Linked DNA regions of Zea mays: region 1 is linked to region 2. Evidence: chromatin contacts called from public Hi-C data. All regions are on one chromosome and are shown on one strand. Each heading gives the region's core, a stretch centred on a gene start, on an enhancer-like site or on the middle of the called end of the contact. The rest is flanking DNA. Distances are from core to core; before and after follow the strand shown.

What was found. Hi-C and Micro-C count contacts between places; a contact is called where the count stands out from the background.
Region 1: a contact with region 2 is called in a Hi-C map of tassel, with 2.9 times the contacts expected there. The contact joins the promoter of LOC103638736 here to the promoter of LOC100283432 in region 2. A contact is called at or near these places in 4 of 25 Hi-C or Micro-C datasets (ear, leaf, tassel and 1 more).

Annotation. Positions count from the first base shown.
Region 1 is chr9:100,362,888-100,369,280 of Zm-B73-REFERENCE-NAM-5.0, reverse strand. LOC103638736 (premnaspirodiene oxygenase) reads left to right here and starts at 3,262. Exons shown (of 2, transcript XM_008661569.4): 1 at 3,262-4,265; 2 at 4,372-5,272. The coding sequence starts at 3,378. The coding sequence ends at 5,013.
Region 2 is chr9:100,172,863-100,179,183 of Zm-B73-REFERENCE-NAM-5.0, reverse strand. It overlaps LOC100283432, which reads right to left and starts at 4,044. Exons shown (of 5, transcript NM_001371937.1): 1 at 3,575-4,044; 2 at 2,720-2,873; 3 at 1,952-2,175; 4 at 1,231-1,404; 5 at 781-1,136. The coding sequence starts at 3,781. The coding sequence ends at 1,050.

The DNA of each region.
Region 1 (6,393 bases), core at 2,013-4,512, 190 kb before region 2:
TGGCACCACCTCCGGCTGCGAGGCACTGAGTTGGATGGAGAAAAAAGGAAGGACGCTAGCTGACGCTTGGAACATCAAGTAGTGAGGATGATTCAACCTTCGACAAGGCTTCGACGCCCTGGACCATTCCTACCTCCTAACCTAGAACAACCCCCTAGGGCTAACAGATAGTAGGAATGGAGGAGAAGGGAGACAAATAGCCTCCCCAAACCTTTTTTCTGTGTCCTTTACATCTTTTTAACATGCATGGCCTCACTAATGAACCTCCTTCCTTTTTTCTTGTCCCCGCAACTGACACAGGACCCTAGGAAACCGAAGGAAACAAAAGCTGGCCAGACTGCCCTCTAGGACACCTCCACCTGAAGGGGCCAAGCGAACACCGGGAACGCCCGATTGGGTAAGGCCTTAGACTCTCTCTATTTCATATGGGGGGAATCGAAAAACTCATGACAGTATTGTCGTGGACTCTAGGGTTCGAAAGGCCGACCTGCAAAGGGCTCGTGGCTGCCCCAGCGAAAATGAGAGCGAGGACAACCGCTGACGGACACACTAGCAGCCTGGACCCTGATGTGTGAAGCGCTAAGGGCGTCACTAGATCATGTTCGAGTCCTAGAAGGTCTCACTCATGGTTTATCGTGGAGAGAGATGGCGAGCCGTCGGGTTCGATCGAACTGAGTAGACAACTATATGAGTCGGTGCTTGGGAGCATGTGGACGATCCCCAACGGGCCCTGTGCTTGGATCTTATAGAAGGAACTAGCATTACCCATTTGTAACTCACCGAGAGCCATTGCTAGCCCATCAAGGAAAGCATGGTTCAACTCACCTCCTCCATCACCGCGCAAGGGATGCACGGGGAAGAGTAAAACAAAAAAAATAGGACGACCCCTAGACAAATCTCTGCATCGAGCAGAGACCCGCGGCTCGTCCCGCACGGGTATGGCAAATGGGATAAAATTGCACGAAAAACGCCCAATAGCATCAAAGTCCACCGATGTCAATCCGTAGGTGGACCAATAGCATCGTGGCGGTTGCCACTGAAGTGTAGCTGCATGATGGCAAGAGCCATTGTTGCGTCCCAGTGAACCCCAAACTCTACGGCCTCACGAACACGATTCAGGATGTTAAGGAGGTGCAATCCACGATTCCTCCCCTAAGCACGGATAAATCTTATGGCCCGATCTACGCATAGTAAAAAACCCAATGCTTCAGGCCCAGGTTTTGCAAAGAATTTTCAGACAGTCAAGAGTCTAAGAGACAGAGAGCCTAGAGACCGGATCAAGAAAGACTACCTGCCCCTAGATCGTTGAGTTTCGCTAGCCGCAACTGAAGACGTTGAACTTCAACATTATCTATCTCTAAAGCTGGGCCACACCCAAATCCCTTAGAAGGTTGTCCATTGTCTACCCCGAAGGGGTCGACAAGGTGGACGGCTTGGACATGAGGCCATGACACCTTCACGCCTCCGAGGAGGCGACCGCCACCTTAAGGAGCAAACCAAGGATTAACCAGAAGAGGGATAAGAGGAAACCCTGAGCTGAGGCGGGTTAGTCATACCATTTCCTCATACAATACCCCGTGGGAGGCCTGCCCAGATCCATGGGCGAAAGAAGACGCCGGCTAATAAAGAGGTTTGCATACAAGGTCGCTCACGCTCCCCCATGTTTTGCTTTTAAAGAGAAGAGGTACTCCGAGAAGCTCGCACAAAAAAGGGGAAGGGGAGAGATTCAAGGGCCTTACGACACATAAAGCTAGGGAACGAAGTTTACTTTATTACTTTAGGGTAGCGGTGTCTTCTGTGAATGTTGTTTTAACAGAGAATGTTGTTTTTAAGAGCTCAGCTCCCCAGGTATTATCCTAGCGTACTTTGTTTATGTGGTGCTTTGGAGGATTTGGTTTGTTAGTGATGCTGGTGTAATGATATGTATTGTTGCTTTATAGACGTATATGCAATATGATGGTCGACAAGTGTGCCTTCTGTGACAACAGATTCCATGGGTGCCAGGTACTTTCCTTTCTTATCTTCTTCAGAAAAATGCCCTTACATGAGTTTCTTGTTACAAGAAATTGGATCTTAGACTGAAAAACAAATGCAAGTTAAAATATTACAACCCTACAAACAGAGATGGATACTATGTAGCATTTGCGGATCTAGAAGGTTTAACCTGACAAGTGGAGATGTTCTAAGAGCATGTTTGGTTGGCCGCCGCAAACGCCCACACGCGCCACAGATTTTGTGTCGCGGTTCTGGCGGCCAAATCGAGTGCCGCGGCTTAGGCGCGGTGCGGCGGTTTTGGCGCCACACCAAACAGGTCTTAAGTCTCTTTGTCGGCTTACTCCATGCCTTTCTTAAGCTAATTTCAGTACACATAAAAAACTATAACTAGACAATAAGGATATTTTGCTTCCATTTTCGTAACATACATATTTTCTATGACTTATATTTTCTATGACTTGCCGCTCAGGACACTTGTGATCTTCCTTGCAGTCTAATTTAATCAAGACCAGGGCACCAATCGAAAGTCTAATTTATTATTACTCATGATACTTGCTGCTATACTCTTGGTCTTCTTGTGTACACTTGCAAGAATTTCTAATTTTACACATTTCCTTTCATAACCACATCTAATGTATCGTTATTGGTCAGATACTAGATGCAATGGACTATCTTTTAGCTGAGATGTCTTGATAGGGCGCTCGTAATGGCGCCTGATGTTCTAGTTGTAAAATAGTAACGTCTTGTTCGTTTGTCCAGGAATAGACCAGTAATCATTCCAAATAATCAAAACTTGTATAAATTAGAGAAACGACCCGACTAGGAATTATTTCATGCCTCCATTCCAGTAAAAACGAACTGCCCCTAAGCGAAATCAGAAGGGTAAAAACTAGATGTGACATCTTCTGGCGGATAACTTCATTATCTGAATTTTCAATTGGACGTTTTATATATGTTGTTTTTACTATCTCAATAAAAGGAACATAATGATGGGATCTATTTTATATTTTATTAACTACGTAAAATAGATAGTTTTGGTTGTTAACGGATAGCAATCAAATAAGCACCCCTATAATTGGACCGCATATTAAACAATTTGTATTTTTATTCGACATCGCTGTATCTTGTCAGTGGACGCATTATTATTTATTTACACCACATTGCTTCTAGATCTGAATGCGAATCCCCATACAGTATAGAAGCAATCTGGAAACGTGCTATTTAAAATATGCCGGTCCACGGGGCATCTCATTTCCTGGAAATTTGTTTTTTTTTTTTTTTTTTGGCAACCTGGATCATGTTAGCACTACACTTAAACGAACTCTGCTCTACTATGCAGTACTACTAGAAGTCAAGGAAAACTCCGAGGTGCAACTGAAACCATGGACCAAGAAATCCAATCATCCTACCATCACCTCTTCTTGGTGGCGATCCTGCTGCTGCCGCTCCTCGTCGTCAAGCTCAGGCGGCGCAACCACGGCAATAAACCGCCTCCCGGCCCATGGCAGCTCCCGGTGATTGGCAGCCTGCACCACCTCGTGGGCGCGCTCCCGCACCGCGCCATGCGTGACCTGGCGAAGCGGCACGGCCCGCTCATGCTGCTCCGCCTGGGAGAGCTCCACGTCGTCGTGGCGTCGTCGCCCGACGCGGCCCGGGAGGTCATGAAGACACACGACGCCGCGTTCGCAACGCGGCCCCGGACCGCCACCATCCGGGAGCTCACCCGGGAAGGCCTCGGCATCGCATTCGCGCCGCACGGCGAGCACTGGCGCCAGCTCCGCAAACTCTGCGTCACCGAGCTGCTCAGCGCGCGGCGCGTGATGTCCCTCCGCCGTGGGCGCGAGGCCGAGGCCGCCAACCTCGTCGCGTCCGTCGCGTCGTCATCGAAGCCCGTGAACATGAGCGCCCTCCTCGCCACGTACGTCACCGACGCGGTCGTCCGTGCCGTGGTGGGCGGCCAGATCAGGGACCGCGACACGTTCCTGGAGAAGCTGGACGAGGGCGTCAGGGTGGCCGCGGGGTTCAGCCTCGCCGACGTGTTCCCATCGTCCAGGATCGCGCGAGCGTTCAGCGGGGCGGCGCGGCGCGCGGAAGCGCACCACCGCGCGATGACACTGCTCATGGACGGCGTCATCGCGGAGCACCAGGAGAGGAGGGCGGCCGGTGCTGGAAACGACGAGGAAGACCTGCTAGACGTTCTACTGAGAATCCAGAAGGACGGCGGCCTGCAGGTCCCCCTCGACATGGGCACCATCCGCGCCGTGATCATCGTAAGCTCAGCTCTCTCTCTCCCCCAACGTTTTCGACGAAATTACGTCGCCTTTTGCAATGTGTTGACATTATTTGTATTTTTCGAATGGGGCGTCGTGCACTTAGGATCTTTTCAGCGCGGGGAGCGAGACGACGGCGACGACGCTGCAGTGGGCCATGGCGGAGCTGATGCGGCATCCGGCGGCGCTGCGCAAGGCGCAGGCCGAAGTGCGTCACGTGCTCGCCCGTCAAAACCGCGTGCCGGAGGACGCCCTGCCAAAGATGCATTATCTGCAGCTGGTCATTAAGGAGACTCTGCGTCTGCACGCTGCAGTGCCGCTGCTTCTCCCGCGTGAGTGCCAGGAGGAGACGCGCGGCGTCCTAGGGTACGACGTGCCCAAGGGTGCCATGGTGCTGGTCAACGCTTGGGCCATTGGCCGGGACTCCGCGAGCTGGGGCCCCGACGCCGAGGAGTTCCGGCCGGAGAGGTTCGAGGACGGCAGCGTCAGGGCGGAGGTGGACTTCAGGGGCACGAACTTCGAGTTCGTGCCGTTCGGCGCCGGACGGAGGATCTGCCCCGGCATAGCGCTTGGCCTCGCTGTCATGGAGCTCGGTCTCGCTAGCCTCCTCTTCCACTTCGACTGGGCGCTCCCCGGTGGCGCTGTGCCGGAGGAGCTGGACATGACCGAAGGGCTCGGAATCACGGCGAGGAGGAAGAACGACCTGTGGCTGCAAACCACCATAAGCATTCCAGTTTCTCTAATGTGAATTGTGAACTGCTGTGTCACATATAAGGACTTGCTCGGTTTGATGTTAATCCGTGTGTATTAGGTGTGTATTAGGTGGGATTAAGGGCTTGTTTGTTTCAGCTTATAGATTATATAATCTGGATTATAATCTAAATTATATAATCTAGATTATAACCTAGACATATTATAATCTACATGTAGTTGTTTGGTAGTCTAGATTATACAAATATATATTATTCATAAAGACAGTAATACCCATGTTTGTTTGTTTGAGGTAAGTGGGTCTTTTGCCAAAATAATCTCAAATAAGCTACTCTTGAGGAGATTATGAGATTATCATAATCTAGGCTTTAGATTATATAATCTGAACACATAATCTATGTGTTTGTTTACCTATTGGATTATTTGCGCTGGATTATATAATCTAAAGAGATTATAATCTCAAACAAACAAGGCCTAAGTCGGTTTTAAATTCATAGCAAGTCAAAATTCACATGAGGCCATTTCGGTTATTCCTATCCCACATGAATTGTATGGGATTGAAAAAAAATTATAAAAGATTTTAACTTGTTCGGAATTGAAACCCACTCAATCACACCTAATCTACATGGATTGAGAGCAAAACGAACAAGCCCTCAATACATCTCAATCTCCTCTAATCCACATGTAATAGAAATAACCGAACAAGGCCTAGGGGCTTGTTCGTTTCACCGTCTATGTGGATTGGGTGCTATTGAGTCAGTTTAAATCCATAACAAGTCAAAATTCATCCAATCCATTCCAATACACTATAATTCACATGGAATTGGAATAACCGAACAAGGCCTAAGGGCTTGTTCGGTTTGATGCTAATTCATGTGGATTAGGTGTAATTAAGTCTGTTTAAATCTATAATAAGTCAAAATTCGCATCAATACATCCAAATCCCCTCCGATCTACGTGAAATGAAAATAACCAAACAAATCCTAAGTTGAAATGAGCTCTCCCTCTCTCGAATCCCTCATTTGTAATTTCTATTCATATTTAAATACATCTCCCTCAACTATTCTTCCCTCTATTTTTTTCTTCTCTCCAACCATTCCTCCTATTTAGCTCCCCTTTACTTTTTAACTAAACTATTTGCCTTTTATATATCACTTTTTAGAGTTTTTAAAAATACTACCATATTTATAGTACTATAATACGCATTGTTATCTAGTAATTATATTTAAAAGAAATTAATTTCACACTTAACGAATTGGGTGAGATTATATCTCCCCATGTACAAGGGCGCAGGTGCTAGCACCCTCTCGAGTAGGGATGGATCCAGATATTTATTCGGATGTCAAAATTTTGGTCTTTTTTCTTCGATTGTGAACAAATAACATGTAGAATTTGTTATATAAATTTATATTTTTGT
Region 2 (6,321 bases), core at 2,795-5,294:
GGTAGTCGTAACGACCTTGGCATGCCCACTGGCCACTGATAGGCATAGCTTTACTTGCGTGTGCAGTCTAGAGTGTTGGGGAGATGAGGTCTTTTTGAGAGGCTGAAGCAGTGCTAGAAGCATGTGCCTAGGAGTAGGACGCGATGTGAAAAAAGACTCAAATGCTATACATACTTTGTACTATTCAGTCGCTTGCTAAGGTTAAACCGGCTTATATGGGATAGGATACTGGCCAGTTCAAACCGTATACGAACCTGGACATAATTTCAACAACACGCCTTAAACTAAAAATAAAATGCACTTCACTTGGCTTCGTTATATCTGCTTTCCTATTTGATCCCGTACATGAACATGTAATAGTAGTATGATAAACCAATGATGGGTGAGCCCTAGGGTAAACCTTAGGGCTTTTTGGAAGCAAGTGGTTGGTTTGTGGAGACTATAATCCCTTGCTATTCAATTTCAAGTTTAAGGGTTGATTTGGTGACCAGAGAAATAGAGGGAATACATGTGGAGGAATTCTCATTCTATCCAAAATTGAATAGAAAAGGGATTTCTCCCTATAGATCTCATCTAATTCTCTTGTCACCAAATCAGCCCTAAATAGTAAAAAATTGTAGCCCCTTCAATTTCCTCCAATCCCCTTTGCTTCCAAACAAACCCTTAGAACAGGTATTGGAAACCAGCTAAAATTAAATGAGCATAAAAAATCGTGGTTTCCTTCAACTAACTAGCTAAAATTTGCGAGAACCATATGCAAGGTAGGGACCGAAACTTTTAACTCTTTTCTGAAGTAAAACTGAACTGCAATATGATACAGTAGTATTTCTATATTACGTTGACGAATATGATAGCCATGGATGAAGTAAACCATATCCCGAAAAAGGGAACACATAATATATCGATATCCAATTGGGTGAAAGCAACGCGTTTAAATCAAACCGTAACTTGAAAATTTTGGACCCATGGGCGGTGAATCCACCCATCAGGTATCCCCATTTCAGGGGCAGTTGTAAAACAAGGTATCTTCGTAGGTTATTAGTCTCTGCTCAGAAAACATCAGGGTTGAAACGCCCAGGAATGGAGCTGCTCTGCTGAGCCTGCTTGAGGTGCATTGTGAGGGCATAGTTGTTTATCTGCAAATGTATTGGTCACAGACCCAAACGTTTCTTCAGTTGATATATATCACAAGAAAAGAAGCATAGTTGAAGACAGGACTAGGAATATCACCTCTAGTGTCCTAACTTGCTCCTGGTACTGCAAAACAAGTTGCTTCAAGCTCTGGACCTCGTGAGACCTCTCGTCAAACTCCTTTTGGCGCTCATGTTGAATGGCAACCGCCCGCTTCAGCACAGCATTCTCTCGCAGAACAACAGTCAGTTGCTCTTTGAGCATCATGTTTTCCTATCCCACAAAGGAAAATCAATCACTATTATCGTTCTGCAAATTAGTCAATACTACATGGAACTAATAGGGTGTTTGGTTTGCGGAATGAGCTAGTCCATCATCTTCTCACTCCTCACTTTTTTGTTTGGTTTGTGAAATAGAATGAGTTGATCCATCACCACCTCAATCCTCATAGTTAGTTAGTACTAATATGAGGAATGAGGTCATTTCACCAAATTTGAAAAATGTACTCATATATAGAGTGTTTGGTTTGAGGAATCATACCATCCAAATTAAGGTGGTGCATCATGGATTCATTCCTCATATTTGGAGGGATGACTCTATTCCTCATATTAGTATTAACTAACTAACTATGAGAAATGAGATGGTGATGGATCAACTCATTCTATTCCACAAACCAAACAAAAATAGTGAGTAGTGAGAAGACGATGGACTAGTTCATTCCTCAAACCAAACACCTCAATAATACACCACCTCATTTTGGATGGAGTGATTACTCAAACCAAACACCCTCTAAAAGTGACAGTGAGTGACACATGGGTACCTTATGAAGGTTCTGTGTAGCTTCAGCTCCTGCACGCTCTACAATTGATTTCTCCAAAGCCTCCAAAGCTCTGGACGCACGAGCCCGTGCATCATCTATGTCAGAAGCATTTGTCATCTCCCTGACAAATAGCTCAACCCATTCAGAGCCATTTTTACTTGTCTGGTAATTATCTACAGTAGGATGATGTTCTGTAGTCGTATCCACACCACCATTAGGAATTCCTGCAAGGAATGCAAAATTGATGCTACTGTCAGCAATACAGTCTTGAAACTGCTTCAGTGCTTTCTAAAAATTAATATAACACATTAGGAAGTAATAAGTGTGATGCAACCAATTCATTCCCTGTGGTAGTAACACCATCCCAGCTGACAAATTCCAATTACCACCAAATACAATGTGGGCTTGATGTCATACCAGGATGAAGGTAAAGCCAGATACAACATAGGATATTTGATGGCCCAATTCTACATATAATTAATTCCATACCAATATCAAATAGAAACATGTGTTTAAATTGAGTACCATATGACGGTGTAGATATATACAGTAACAACTTATGAATTAAGGAAACTTGAAATAGTGAAATAATATATCTCTGAATAAAACTGGTGACAAATTCAATTTGGGTACCGAGAACCACACTCACATTGAATCATTGACAAATGACTATCATTAAGTACAGCTATAACTACATGGATGAGAATGCATAACTGCTGCTATATGAATGCATCCAGGGAAAACAGTAGTCTCTGGTAGAAAACTAACCTTCAACAGGAGGCTGAATTGCAGTATGCTGACCATTTTCATTGAAACCAGTAGATGACAAGATAGCCTCTGCTGACTCTAAGCGTAGCAAATTCAAACTCTTTATTGCAGAATCCAAGTCATCTCCAGATGCTTCCAGAGCTTTTTCAAGCAACTACAATTATTTATAACAAGCATAGTCAGCAGTGTTGCGTATGTGAGATACTGGAAGGTAAAGTCAGTGAAGATAAATTTGGTACAAACAAGAGCTAGCGCACATTGCGTAGAAGTAATTCAATCTAACAGGATACAGCAGGGGGGGTGGATTTCCATCTATGAAGGAAACCTTGTATATTATTCAATACATTCATTTTGTGTACTTACTGGGACATCACAGGCTCGAACTGGCTACAATGCACAACTTGCATAGCTACCAAAGATTGGAGCCAGTGAGCCACAGAAACTATAAATGGTGTTTTCGTTTTTTACCGTCATCGATACATTTCCGTTTGGATTAAGTTCGTTTTCGTCGTCCCGCACATACATCCCACGTATGACCTCATTTCCGATAATTTTTCGATCTAGAATACGTTTTCGAATTAAACCATAAAAATGAAAACGAGAAAGGATTTATCCCGACAGATTCCGCCTGTTTACATCCCTACCCATTTCAGCTTCCAAGGCACCATCATCTCCGATTTCTGGCACAAGGTCAGATCGGAAATTACACTGGAATCACATATCTATGGACAAAGAACAACAAATCCTCGTCGGCTTGGTGGCACTAGTAAACCGTGGAGAGAGGCAAAAACCACATCTCGTGATTTATCATGGGAGAAGAGGGAAGGAAAAAGTGAGGCAGCGGTGGTGGCAGACCTGTGGATCCATGTCGGGGAAGAGTAAAAGCAGATGGTGGACGAGCGCCTCCCGTCGGTGTCCGTCGGAGCTGCCGCGGTGCGAGGGGGACCGGCGGGACCTCTTGGGCGCCGGCTGGTGGGAGGAGTGAGGGGAGGTAGGGGATGGCGGGAGGAGCTCGTCGGCGAAGATGGAGGAGGACCTCTTGCCACAGACTACCGCAGACATGGTGCCGCCGCCCACCCGCGCCGCCGCCGCCGCCTCGTCGAGCCGCCGCAGCCGATCCCCGCCGCAGCTGTCGCCCTATTCCCCGCCGTCGCGGGACATGGGATAGACGCTTCTCCCCCTCCGCACTCGATCCACGGCTGGGGTGTCGACCGCCGGTCCCCCAACCTTCGGCCAATCGACCTCCGTGCCGCGTGCCCTGGTTGCCGCAGCGCCTGTGATGAGCCGAGACGCCCTTGATTGGTGTCTGGTCCGGGTCCTGACGGGATGGGTTGGGTTGTTGCGTTGCTGACGCCGCGAGGGGTATTTATCTCGCACTTTCCCTCCTTCACCACGCTCGTCGGATTTTTACGCATTCCCTCCCGTTGGCGTCGTTTTTCGGCGGTGGAACGTGAGTGCGTCCACACCGCACCATTTGCGGTGTGCTGTTTAGCCGACAGGTGGGTTCGGATGGGACCTTTTGCTTTACTACCGTAGGTCCCACTCGCGTGCTTTTCGCGAATAATCTTTACTATCCTATAAGAGCCAAGAGTGAGCGTTCATGTTACATCACCATGCCCCCGCTCGCGCAATCCTCGCCCCCGCACTCGCTCTCCGAGCTCGAACAGGCGTCGTCCTCTCGACTCCATGATTCTCGCCTCTGTGGTCCTCACCGCCACTCCGGATCCTCGCCCTTCCATCGGCGCCCATCCAGGTACGTCCCCACCCTGCACTCCTCGTCCTTTCCATCGGTGCTTCCAGGTACGCCACCGCCCACGCCCCGCGATCCTCGCCGTGTGCATCCGCAACCACCCGCGATAGCAGCCCCCAACCCAATCACCCACTCGCCCTGCTCGGCGGCGTCACCCCCACTCGCACATCCGCGTTGCGCGGCGTAGTCATCCCCTGTCCGCATCTGCCTCGCTCCCTCTGCCACAACAAATTTGTTCTCCTCCTTCCACTCGACAACCCATCCCCAGAGGCGCACGAGTATCGGGAGCAGGAGACCCTCGCCTCACCGCTCTCTCCCTCCCGTTCCTCTGTGCCGCCTTCTCCCACTCTGCCACTAACGCTCTACTGGATGCCCTCACGTCGCCGCCCGCCTCCTTTTGTCTGCCCAGATCCCCGCAATCACCACATATCCACAGCATCCTCGGGGGGTTCGACCCCACCATCGCCTCCCAGTTCTTCGTTCAGCCATGGAGGCGCCGCAGCGACGGAGGGGAGTGTCGTGTGGGTCCAGTTCCTCAGAGGGTTCAACTGCTGCTGTGCGCGCATGACGGCCTCACGCTCCCTCGCGTGTACGTCGTCGCCTGCGTCGGCTAGGGGGCACCTTGTGGCATCTAGCTCCAATCAGACGAAGGCGGCCGTGACGAGGACGGGAACATCATGGAGAAGCTGGCAGCAGAGGAAATCCCGGTGTTCCTCTGGGTGTGCTGGGTCATGGCGTGGAGCGCTTCGGCCTCGAGGGTGGCCGGTTACGGATGGGAGAAGTTGCAACCTATTGTGGACTCGTGGTGCTCCTCCCGGACGTGACGCACCTGGTGCTGTTGGCGCTCGTCTCGATGGACGTTGTCGCGGTCGTGGATGATGCAGACGTTTGGGGCTGGGACGTCTCCAGCGCTGGGAAGGGGTGAAGGTCTAGGAGTACATGTCATGGGTGCTATCCACGCTTATCGGCCTTGGGAACTGCCTCGCACGGTATGTGTGGGATAGATTACGATTCCTGGCTACTGACTTTGTGGCGGTAATCAAATTATATTACAGAATTTGTAGCGTCCGTCAATCGTTGGATGCATTTGCTATGTATCAAGTGTCATCAATAGAATATGTGCGACATTGTTGTTGCCCTGTTAGTACATAGATTATATCATACATAAGTGTAGAAAAAGGGTTTTTATACTTGTCCTTTTACTGATCATGACTTGGACCCTAAGATATTCTATAGTTATTCATGATTTGTTATAGTTTGAAAATTGTCTCCAGATTGTCATGATTCTGCAAATTATCAGTAAATTTTGTAATGTTATAGCTTGGACCTTTTCTTTGGTACTTCTTGGACTCACAGTTTAGAATTAAATCTAAAGAATTATGGTAGAAATTGTCATGCCACAGACTGCACAATTACAGAAATTGTCAAAAGGAAGGCATCAGGTGAAGGTTGAGGTCAGGGATTTTATTAGGAAGGTTATGTAAAAGACTCACATGTGCCCTTCTATGGGACCAAAAAATAATATGACAAAGTTACTAAAAATGTAACAAAGGCAAACAAAATGAGCATCTGCTAGTGTCTTCTTGAAAATTTCTAGAGAATGTATTATATAACTTATACAAAATATTTTGTTAATATCTTTGACAAAGCATTTTAGCTAACACCTGTAAAAACTAAAGTTTGATGCTCCAATTTAATCGTGATAAGAAACAAAGAATAGTTAAAATGTCAGTAGAATCAGTGTTAGTGTTACTTAGTGTTGTTCTTTTTTCCATCTTCAGAGCTGAGTTTTAGGTGTCACCATAGTTAAAGTCAGTGTCATCATTTTCATAGTCATATGTTTTATTTTGCA